2 separate regions of the Mus musculus genome follow, and region 2 is linked to region 1. Evidence: chromatin contacts called from public HiChIP or PLAC-seq data. All regions are on one chromosome and are shown on one strand. Each heading gives the region's core, a stretch centred on a gene start, on an enhancer-like site or on the middle of the called end of the contact. The rest is flanking DNA. Distances are from core to core; before and after follow the strand shown. Region 1 holds the start of Cd160 (CD160 antigen). Region 2 overlaps Pdzk1 (PDZ domain containing 1).

Evidence for each region. HiChIP or PLAC-seq counts read pairs in DNA pulled down with a chosen protein or histone mark.
Region 2: an H3K4me3 HiChIP or PLAC-seq map of the SCID.adh cell line shows a contact between it and region 1, with 47 read pairs. The contact joins the enhancer-like site here to the promoter of Cd160 in region 1. A contact is called at or near these places in 4 of 39 promoter capture datasets (cranial neural crest, epiblast stem cells, liver and 1 more), 7 of 484 Hi-C or Micro-C datasets (the C2C12 cell line, CD4 T cells, the HL-1 cell line and 2 more), 9 of 115 datasets of contacts at active chromatin or transcription factors (CD8 T cells, DN3 thymocytes, the SCID.adh cell line and 5 more) and 1 of 9 other capture datasets (liver).

Annotation. Positions count from the first base shown.
Region 1 is chr3:96,811,931-96,817,237 of GRCm38.p6, forward strand. Cd160 (CD160 antigen) reads right to left here and starts at 2,591. Exons shown (of 5, transcript NM_018767.3): 1 at 2,540-2,591.
Region 2 is chr3:96,845,868-96,851,174 of GRCm38.p6, forward strand. It overlaps Pdzk1 (PDZ domain containing 1), which reads left to right. Exons shown (of 9, transcript NM_021517.3): 2 at 4,361-4,572. The coding sequence starts at 4,363. Among named protein-coding and RNA genes, the nearest start is that of 4930442L01Rik, 16 kb to the left of the region's middle. Within about 2 kb of position 3,279, at least 30 of the 459 cell types and tissues checked have an H3K27ac peak or open chromatin away from gene starts, as enhancers often do. A contact at or near this core is called in CD8 T cells, the SCID.adh cell line, T-cell acute lymphoblastic leukemia and 1 more, where this site is marked.

The sequences.
Region 1 (5,307 bases), core at 1,341-3,840:
GAGCACCAGTTCTTAACCTGCGGGTCGCGACCCACAGTCATCTCAGATATTCTGCGTATCAGATATTTACATTACAATTCATAACCCTTACAAAATTACAGTTTTGAAGTAGCAACAAAATAATCTAATGAGAGCGGGGTGTGGTGGTGCATGCCTTTAATTCCAGCACTCGGGAGGCAGAGGCAGGCAGATTTCTGAGTTTGAGGCCAGCCTGGTCTACAAAGTGAGTTCCAGGACAGCCAGGGCTATACAGAGAAACCCTGTCTCGAACTCTGTCCCCCAAATCTATTGATTGGGCTCACCGCAACATGAGGAACTGTATTTAAAGGGTCGCAGCATTAGGGAGGTTGAGAACCGCTGCTCAAGAGTCAGGTTAGATTTGAAACCTGCCTTGTTAATTACTAGTTGTCCAATGTTGGAAAAGTTTCTTAATCTCTATGAAAACAAGTTTATTGATGGATAAAATGATGGTAGGGGGTTAATATGGCAGCTTAGATAGTGTGCGCTTGGCGTAGCACAGCTGCTCAATAAAATGCTAGTCGTTATCATTATTCTGGCTGCACAGCTGGCTGCAGTTCACATCCACACCCATGGTTGTATTTAGTTCTTATAAAACTCTGAGCATCATTAATCACGTGTTCTGTGCAGACCTCTCGGAGAAGTCGCGTGACTCGCTTAAAGTTGCAGAGAGTGGGTGGAGAAGCCAGACTCCTAACCGTTTGGAGGAACCCTTTGGTTCCTCTTACAGCCACCTCTCTTCTCTCAGACACTAAAGAACAGAATTGAGGATGCAGGTTACAGAGGGTTAGAAAGGGAGAAATTCAGGCCCGGGGGACTACTGGGATAAGGACTCTCTTGGCAGAAATCACCTTGATGCCAGGAGCAAGCACCTTATGTGTAGCAGACGGGCAGTGCCCGGAGTTCTATCCGCTAGAGGGCGCTGTCTCTTTAGAAGCTAGGGTTGAGTGCCGGCGCCCGCGGTGTCTTACCAGGGTCTGTGACTCCAGTTTGAGAGCACCCACCACTGTCCTAAGCCTTCTTGCTGGCTTAACCATGGTCAGTATGAACACCAGGCTAACGTGTGGTGCGTGTGTGTATAGGCAAAACATTCATAACATATGAAATTAAAAAAAAAAAAAAAGAGCCTAAAATCACTAAAGCAAAAGGTATAGGATAAGCAAGGAAACAAATTCTATAAAGACAGAGTTACAGAATATACAAGAGAAGAATATCTATCTTTAGGATCTAGTGTCCATCCTATATCTATCAGAATTTCTCCTTTTAAATTTCAATATTTTATTTTGCGGGTAGGGCTGTTTTGCCTGCATGCATGTCTGTGATCACTTGTGTGCCTGGTGCCTGTGGAGACCAGAAGAGGGCATCGGATCCCCTGGAACTGGAGTTCTAGAGGTTTTGAGCCTCCACGTGGGTGTTCTCTGCAGGAACAACCCCTGTCTAGTTTAATGAAGTGGCGACAGCTATGACAGCTGCCGGCAGCTTTGACGATAACCCATGCTTTCTACCAGTGGCAGAGTCTACCGTGGAAGCAATTGGCCGCTCCCTAGTCGAGACTGACACAGGCGGAGATGCGTTTTATCCCCAGATTCACAAATCCCATTTGCGAGCTGAACTTGCAGAGGGTCACACATCCCCTTGGTTAACAACCACCTCTGATTCACAGGCAGAAGGTGTGTTCCCCCCCCCCTCCCCCAAGGAAGTGGCCGGGACTGAACTTAGGGAGAATTGTCCATTTCTTATAAACCCAGGAATGAATTGGCTGGCTTCCTCTGCCCAAATCATGCCGTGGCTAAAGGCTGCCCTTGCTCTGTCGTCTCCAGTGTGTGACCTCTGGGACATGAACACCCTTCAGAGACGCTCCATGAAGGTAGTTCACAGCCCAGGCTGGGCCTGAGGGCTTTAGCGCAGGCTTGGCAACCTTTGGTTGCTTTCTTGCAGTGATCTTTATCTCCTTGATATTTATGAAAAGGGATGACTCTCACCTACTGTCTTCTCACGAACACAGAACTAAAGAGAGCAGCCTGTAGGACTCAGCACAGCATGTGTGAGCTAAGCTGCCCAGGCTTAACTCTAAAGTGCTCTCTGAGACTTTGAGACTTCCCTCTTAGGAATGTGGTGTGGCCCTCTGCCATTTAAGGCGTGTCTGAACCAGCCAAGGACCTGAAGCCCATGAGAAGGATGAGCATACCAACCATCTGACATGAGTAGTCTCTCTCTGTCTGTCTCTATGCCCCCCCTTCTAGATCTCCCCCCCCCCAGCCCCCACCATCCAGGGGTTTCTCTGCTGTGTAGCCCTGGCTGTCCTGGAACTCCCTCTGTAGAGCAGGCTAGCCTCAAACTCCACTTGCCTCTGCTTCCTGAGTGCTGGGATTAAAGGCGTGTGCCACCAGCTTCTGCCTTAGTTTTGCCTTTGAGAAGCAAGCTTCTCACTGGCTTAACTGAGAGCTTGCCCTGTGTGAACAGTTCTGCTAAGCATTCCATCTCTCCTCCCAGAGCCCAGGTTCCCAGCAGGCCTCTTTACCTCAGGACAGATGTTCTTCCTTGCTCTCAAGCTGGGGGCTCACGCTGAGTGTGTTCTGGGTTCCCACACGGGGCCTTTTGCTCTTGTTAAAAACCCTATCTCCCCACTTCCGTCACAGCTCGGCCTTTCACCATTGATCTTTGAAAAACCACAGAATGGGTTTTTAGCAGCGAGGGGGTCTTCCTGTCTTTCTTTCCCCCGCCCCTGTAGTTTTTACTCTCTCCTGTTGCTCCATCACACCCCCTGACTTCTCTCTCTCTTTTGAAATGCACTAAGGTTCAAAGAAGACTGAGAAAAAATGACTCCTTAAAATAGATTTCTTTACCTTTGGAAATGAAGGCGTGAGAAGGAGGACACTGGTAACAGAATGACCAGAAGACATGCTCTCGGGGATAAAGGTGCTGCATCTTTTCCGTGAATACCTTTTGATTTGAAGTAGGGCTTTGTTAAGTTAATTCATCCCAAAAAGGCTTTTATCTTTTAGTCTTAAGATGTCAGTCTGAAACTATGGTGGGCAAGGAATGGCTATTTGGGGGGCACTAAAAATAGACCAGACCTGTAGCCCTAGGACTGGAGGAAGATCAGAAGTTTAAGGCCAGTCTAGGCTAGAGACTCTGCCTCACAACAACAACAATAACAACAACAACAAGACATCATAGTTGGCCTGGTGTTAGATTCATTCCTATGGCTAATCAGCCCACACTCGCCTGAAGTCTCACAGCCACCAAGAGCATGTCTCTGAGAGCTGGTTGTAGCCTTTACCCAGAGGATGCGATGTTCAGAGCACAACCCATCTGTTATAATGTTGATTCTGGGCTCCCTGCTGCTACAGGGAGACAGTCACCTTACAGAAGACCCTATCTGTGAGTCAGCAAACACACTCCCTGACATCATGCTAACGCACCCACTCACCTGTATAATGGGTACACTTCAATTAGAGTAGCCCTCCCCCACACGTCTTCCACAACCTGGGAGTTACACATCCCTTCCCTGGAATTTCCTTCTCTAGCCCGACCACAGGCTCATGCTATGGAATCTTCCTCCACTGAGACTCATAGAAAAAGAGACTCACTCTGCCTCCCCGGCCTGAGCTTCCATTAGAGGCCTGCCAGGCTCTCTGTCTATCCGTGATGCTGAGGACTAAACTCTCCTCACACCCCAGACTATGCTGGTCTTTGCCTGTTTGTATGTCCAAGGCATTAAAAACTCACCGAATCAACTTCTTAACCAAAAGGACAGTCTGCCTCACTGTGCCCCGTGACACATACACGCGGCCCTGCTCAGCCATCGCAGCTTCAAAGCTTTGGGTGGACAAAGCAGTTGCTGCTCTTCTGTTTGCAGCAGCTCCTACTGTACTGGGTCTGCCAGAAATGAGACGCTGTTTCTTCAGTTGACTATCAGACCATTGAGAGAATGGAGTCAAAGAAGTAGAAATGTCCCCAAGAGTCTTCTGCCGGGAGAAGGAAAAGTCTGCGGCCTGAGGTGGGGATTTGTCCCTCAGCAAGATTCTCTAAAAACCCGTGAGGTCTCTTGATGGGATGAGAGCAAAGCCCAGACAAAGATGGACAGAACCACACCCTGATGGGGACTGCTCAGCTGTGCATATCTTTGGCCTTCTATTTAGATTATATTTCTAAAGGTTTATTTATTTTGTGTATATGTATAGTTTTTGTTCTTGTGTTTGTGCTTGTGTCTGGTGCCCACTGCAGGCCAGAAGAAAGCATAAAGATTCCCTGAAACTGGAGTTATATATCTTCAGGAGTTACCTGGGGATTCTATAAGAAAGCAAGTGCTTTTTAACCATGGAGCTTCAGTCTCTGAGCCCTCCTTAAAACCTAGTGAGTTCCAGGACAGCCAGGGCTATACAGAGAAACCCTGTCTCGAAAAACCAAAACCAAACCAACCAAACAAACAAAAATACCTAGCTCTCACTTCAGGACCCCAAAGATGGACTTGAAAGGCTTACTTGATCTCTTTGTCCTTCATCCCAATGTGGCCACATTGAATAAAACTGTATTTTTTTAAATTTAACTATTAATTTGGCTGTTTTAACTGGCTTCTTGAGGGTGCAGCTGTGACCCTAAGTTTGGTAACACTATTGTTATGATACTTGCAGTTTCCTTCCTTCCTTCCCTCCTCCCCCTCTTCCCCCCCCCCCCAATTTTAAAAACAGGATCTCAGTGTGCAGCCTTGGCTGGCCTTGAACTCACAGAGACCCACCCGCCTCACCCTCCTGAGAACTGAGATTAATGGCGTGCACCATCACTGACTCCTTATCCTGTCATATCTTTGCTTCAATCCCTCCAGTGGTGCATTGCTCGCGACCCCAAAAACTACTCATCCGTTTTTCTTTTTTTTTAATTAAATTTTTTCTTCAAACAATATATTTTGATCATCATGTTTCCTCCTCACTCCTAGATTCTCCCCCACCTCGCTACCTGCATATTTTTTGTTCTCTCTCAAAAAACAATCAAAATAAGAAAGAATGAGAAAACAAACTGAATGAGAAACAAACCCCCCACAGAATGAAAATTAAACAAGCAAAAGTCTAATAAGATAAAAAACAAACAAACAAACCAAGCAAAGAAGTCAACCAAAATGCCACTGGCTCTGATTTGCGTTGGCTAGCTTCTCCTGGGCATGGGGCCAGCCCTGAAGATGGTTGACGTACCCAGTAAGACTCCATTAGAGAAAACTGATTTTCCCTTTGCTGGTGGGTATCAACTGCAGATAGTTCTTGTTAGGGGTGGGACTTGTGTCCACTCTCC
Region 2 (5,307 bases), core at 2,029-4,528, 35 kb after region 1:
CCGTGTGAGGAAAGCCCCGCAGCGTCCAGCCCCAGATACACAAACTGAAGCCAAAGTAAGACTTCCTTTTAGCCTTTGCCAACTAAGCTGGACCTGCTGGCTGTTTGGGCCTCAAGTGGCCTTGATCTCTGGAGGCGTGGCTTCCAGCTTTGGCTTCCAGTTTGCTTGTGCAGGAGCTAGTAAAGACGAGTGTTTACCTAAGGATCCGTGGTCATAGTGTGGACAGTGAGCGGAGAAGCCCTATTCTGTCTTGGGCTTAGAAGCCATCTTCTGGCCTCCATCTGCTATTTTTCTATGGGAAAAGCCTAGTAGTTTGAATCCTTTCTACTCTGACCCCTGGCAGGAGAGCCTCCTAATGCCTCTGTGTTCCTTGCCTAGCCTTCCAAACGTGCAGAATGCGCTAAGCTTTTCTTTTGGATCTAGGTTTATCATTCTTTCTTGGTAGCAAGAATCCAATTGGTTTTTTTGGGAAGAAAATGGAGTCTAAAGGTGAGAGTGACATTATGAACAAGAGTGATGGAACTCTTCTGGGAGCCTTCCCTGTCTGCCCCGCCAGGCCCTTTGTTCTTTTTTTTTTCCCACAGACAAGTATGTTTGCTGCCAAGAATTGACTTTTCCATGTTTGCTCAGACAGGGCTCATGAGTTCCTTTTCATCTCCAGTATGTTGATGAGTGGGAATAGAGCCACTCTGGGATGTTCTAGAAATCTCCACATTTTCTTTGATGGCCCACACACCCGTCATCGAGGCCTGGTCCTCGGATTTCCTCATCAGGAACCACACAGGCTGTGAGGGGGGCTGAAGAGAGAGGAACAGACCCCTAAGTAAGCGTCTGCTAGTTAGGCCGAAGCTCAGAGTCCAGACATCTCCTCCTGCAGCAGTGTTACAGGCATGCTAACCTGACAGACCATGTCTGATGTGGACATATGATCCACATAAAACCAGGATGTGGCATAGACAGAGTCAGGAGTGGAGGTAGCCTGGAGCAGGACCCCTGAGAAGCCAGCGTGAATTGTCTTTCCTTAATCCTGCAGCAGGAAGTCTTGGGCCCCAGGCGGCCCATGTAGGATCAGGCATCTGAAGTTTTGAGTGGCTTGCTTTGGGTGAGAGTATTTCCCATCTAATGTATATGTTGGTCTCGGACATGATGCATGGACCAGTGTTAGTCTGAGTGGCAGACGTGGCAGGACGTGGGCAGAGCTGGAGCATGGTGACGTTTCCGTTTTGCTGTTGCTGTGAGCTGGCTCCAACCCTGACTTCAACCACAGCTGTGGGAGGGAAGGAATGGTGACCTCGTGTACCTGAGTCTCTTCAAAGCCACGGGTGCAGGTCTCGCTGTTCTCAGTCTGGCCGTTTAGAAACTTTGAACAGAGCCACCCAAACAAGACACCACCTGAAAGTGTGCCAAGAAAGGCTAAACTCATGTCGTCTTGGCACGTCGGGCTTTTGGGATGTCTAGTGAGATGGGAGAACATTGCCTGGTATAGTCTTCTCTAGGGAGGAGATTGCACTTTTTATCTTTGGCTTGCAGAGGAAGAGAAGAGAGATCCAGTGGTGGTTGCCACAGAGGCGACCTGTGGCTCAGAGACAGCTGGGTTTTAAGGTGGGTGCCTTAAAGATGAATTTTCATCTGTTGACCCAAATCGGCCTCCTCTTTTGAAGAGCACCCAGTACCCAGCAGCCTTGGTTCTGGCTATAAAGGCACACTGGAATTGGAAGCATTTGTACGAGGTTGCCCCATGTTTACCAGAAGGAACTAGGAGTCTTTGATGGATCCCTTCAAGGTTTCTCAGGCCCCTGGAGTTGAGCAGGGGTCTAGAGCAGAGCTTGCATGTGGTGGGAAACATGTGCAGGCTGGGCAGAAAGAGCAGTTAAAGTTGGGACTGGTGCCTGCAAGTGAAGAGACCAGGCTGGAGACGGCTGCACTCAGCCCCTTCCTCCCCAGGGGCCCCTTCCGGGTCGTGCCTTTTGATGTGGGAGAGCTGCTGTGCTTTCCCAAGATGTAGGTGATGGCCACTGGTATCTGCGGCTTTGTTCTTCTCTCCTCCTCAAGCCTGATGGGGGTCTGTTTTCGTGCTTTTTTGACCACATGAATATTCACACCAAGATTTGCAGAGAGCATTTAAGGGGGCCAAGCCACAGGTGCTGGAGGTCTTCCTGCCTGCGTGTGCTGTCTGCCTCTGCAGGCACCAAGACCCAGTGGCATTTTGAATCACCACAGCAAGCCTCTAGGGAGCCTGCAGCATAGTGTTGCCTGTTCTTCGTTCTGTCCCCTCCATGTTTTATATAGTCACCTCTTCCCTGGCCCCCAAGTAGGAGCCGTGATGAGGGAAACACACATAGACAGCTTGCCCTGAGGATGATGGAGTGGGCTGTGGCCATCTTGGCCCTTTGCTTTCTATGTCAGCCTCTTGCTGGGCTGGACCTCACTCCCGCCATCCTGAGTGGGGAGCCCACTTTCCTTATCAGTAAAGATTCTACTGTCGTTCATGTGTTCCTGTTCTCTCCGCTTCCTGTAGTGGGGGAACAGGAGGGGCAGGAAAAGTGGAGACAGAAGTGGCCTTGGGTCGGAAGTCCTTACCTGCCATTGGAGTTCTTTCTGGGTTGGGCATCTTTACTTTGATCTGACTAGAAACTCCTGGGCCACCTACGGCCATTTTTCTCCCTTCCCACCTCATTTATTATTTCACAGTTTCGTGTGTGTGTGTGTGTGTGTGTGTGTGTGTGATGGATTTCGTCATACCTCCTGGTTATCCTCCTGTCCTCTACTGCTGAACCCCCTCTTCCGTAGACGGCCGCCCACGGTCACTGCTGTGTGCTCTGCTGCATTTGCTTAGGGTTGCTTGCATGAGCTGGGGACACTCATCTCTCCTATTACATCACCAGCTTAGCAGCTAGGCCTGAGGCCTGGATTAGCTTTTCTCCTCTCCTCTCCTCTCCTCTCCCCTCCGTTTCCCTCCCACCTCCCTTCCATTCCCCTCCCCTCCATTTCCCTCCCACCTCCCTTCCATTCCCCTCCCCTTCTCTCCCCTCCCCCCTCTCCTCCCCTCCCCTCTCTTCTCCTTCCTTCCTCTCCCCTCCCTTCTCCTCCCCTCCGCTCCCCTCCCCTTCCCTCCTCTCCCTCCCCCTCCTCTCCCTTCTCCTTCCCTTCCCTCTCTTCCCCACCCCTCCCCTCAGTTGTTTGAAGCCTGCCTTGCCCTGTCTTGCCTCACCTGCCTCCCAGAACCCTGTACTTCTTGGAAAGTCGTTTCTCCAGGGAGCCTGTCTTATTCCTCCCCAGCCTGGTCCTTCTTTCCAAAGACCCTTCTTGTGCCATCCTGCACCTCTCTCCTTCTTCCACAGCATGACACACATCACATCTTGTTTTAAAAATACAGTTATGAAAAACATTCTACCAAGTTTGAGAGTCAGAACTTGGCTCCTCTTATTCACAGGTCTATCCTTAACACTTAGAACCTGAGAGGCTCATCAGCTCTGAGTGCTGGTGCACTCCTTGGAGGTGGGTGTGGGCAGAGCACGGAGAGCTGGGAGGCTGAGTGTGTGTCAAAGTGCTTCTGTGCAAGCTTGAGGACAGGAATTTGGAGCCCCAGGAAGCCTGTAAAAAGCCAGGCAGGGTGTTGCAAGTCCTCACACTGAAGGGGTAGAGATGGAGGACTATGGACCTACTGGCCAGCTACTATCAGTGAGCTCTGGGTCCATTGAGAGAACCTGTTTCAATAAATAAGGTGGAGAAGGATTGAGAGACACCTGACGTCACCTTTGATTTCTAGGCACATGCACACACACACACACACACACACACACACACACACACACTCAGAGGCACATGCAAAGGCACACACACACACACACACACACACACACACACACACACGGGCACACAAATACATACATACACACACGTGCACACACATGCACATGCAACACACACACATAAACAGGCATGCACATCCACACCAGCACATGCCCAAATGAATCCCATTATTTAGAATGGTAATTAAAAGAAGGTAGATTTGGCTCCTTAAACTTTCTGGATCATTGTTTTTAGACTTAACCTTCTTTAGGACAGGGGACAAAGTTGAGTTTGGTTGGCATTAGAGGTGGAGCCTCTGTGTTAAGCATGCAATTGGATGCGTGGGTCTGACACTAGGTGAAAAGACCATTCTTGGGGAGTAGATTTGGAAATCATGAGCGTGCTCTGCACAAAGGCTCCCTGGGCCCCAGCATTGCTGTACTGCACGTGGAAGAATGGATCCCGACAAGCAGAGGCATAAGCGGTGTCTGGATGCTCTCAGGGCTTCATGCTTCAACTAGATTTCCTTGGATTGCCCATGGACTTATCCATTTGTTTTTAATCACAGAAATGGCCTCCACCTTCAACCCCAGAGAGTGTAAATTGTCCAAACAAGAGGGGCAGAACTATGGCTTCTTTCTCCGAATTGAGAAGGACACTGATGGTCACCTGATCCGGGTGATTGAGGAGGGGAGCCCAGCAGAGAAGGCGGGGCTCCTGGACGGTGACAGGGTGCTCAGGATCAATGGTGTCTTTGTCGACAAGGAGGAGCATGCGCAGGTGAGTGGACAGCTGGGGTTCTAGCATCTCTCCAGCCTCCATATCTCTGCCCGTTACGGTTTTGGGGACCAGAGGAGCTTGCTTCTTTTCTGCCTGCCACTGGCATGGATTTATTATCATATTTTATGTCAGACAGTCTAGTTGCTTATAATTAACTGAGAACTGTAAGAATTCTTATACTTCAGGGGCTGTCAATGTGGCTCAGTGGGTGAAGGTGCTTGCTGCCAAGCCTGGTGACCTGAGTTCAAATCCCTACTTGGTGGAAGAAGAGAACTGACTTCCACAAGTGTCCTCTGATTTCCACCTGCGTGTGCCATGGCATGTGCCCTGTTATAAAGCCAATCAATCAATACAGTAAAAAATGTTGTACTTTAATAGTATCAGGCTGAACATGCATTGCCCATTTGCTGTGAGCTAGACAATTTTATCTGAATAACCTGTTAGCCCCTCAGCACGAGCTGGCGATTGCACAGACGAGGCAGCCATATGTAGGTGACTTAGCCTGTTAACATTCACGTGGTGAGCATATGCGAGAGGCTGGCCTTGCCCCATCTCACTGTACCATGCTGCTCCTTCCTAGGCCTGAGAAGCCCCACTGTGCTCTCTAGCTCAGCCGTTCTCATTTTTCCTGATGCTGAGACCCTGTAACACAGTTCCTCATGCTATGGTGACCCTCAACCATAACATTATTTCTGTTGATACTTCATAACTGTAATTATGCTACTGTTATGAATC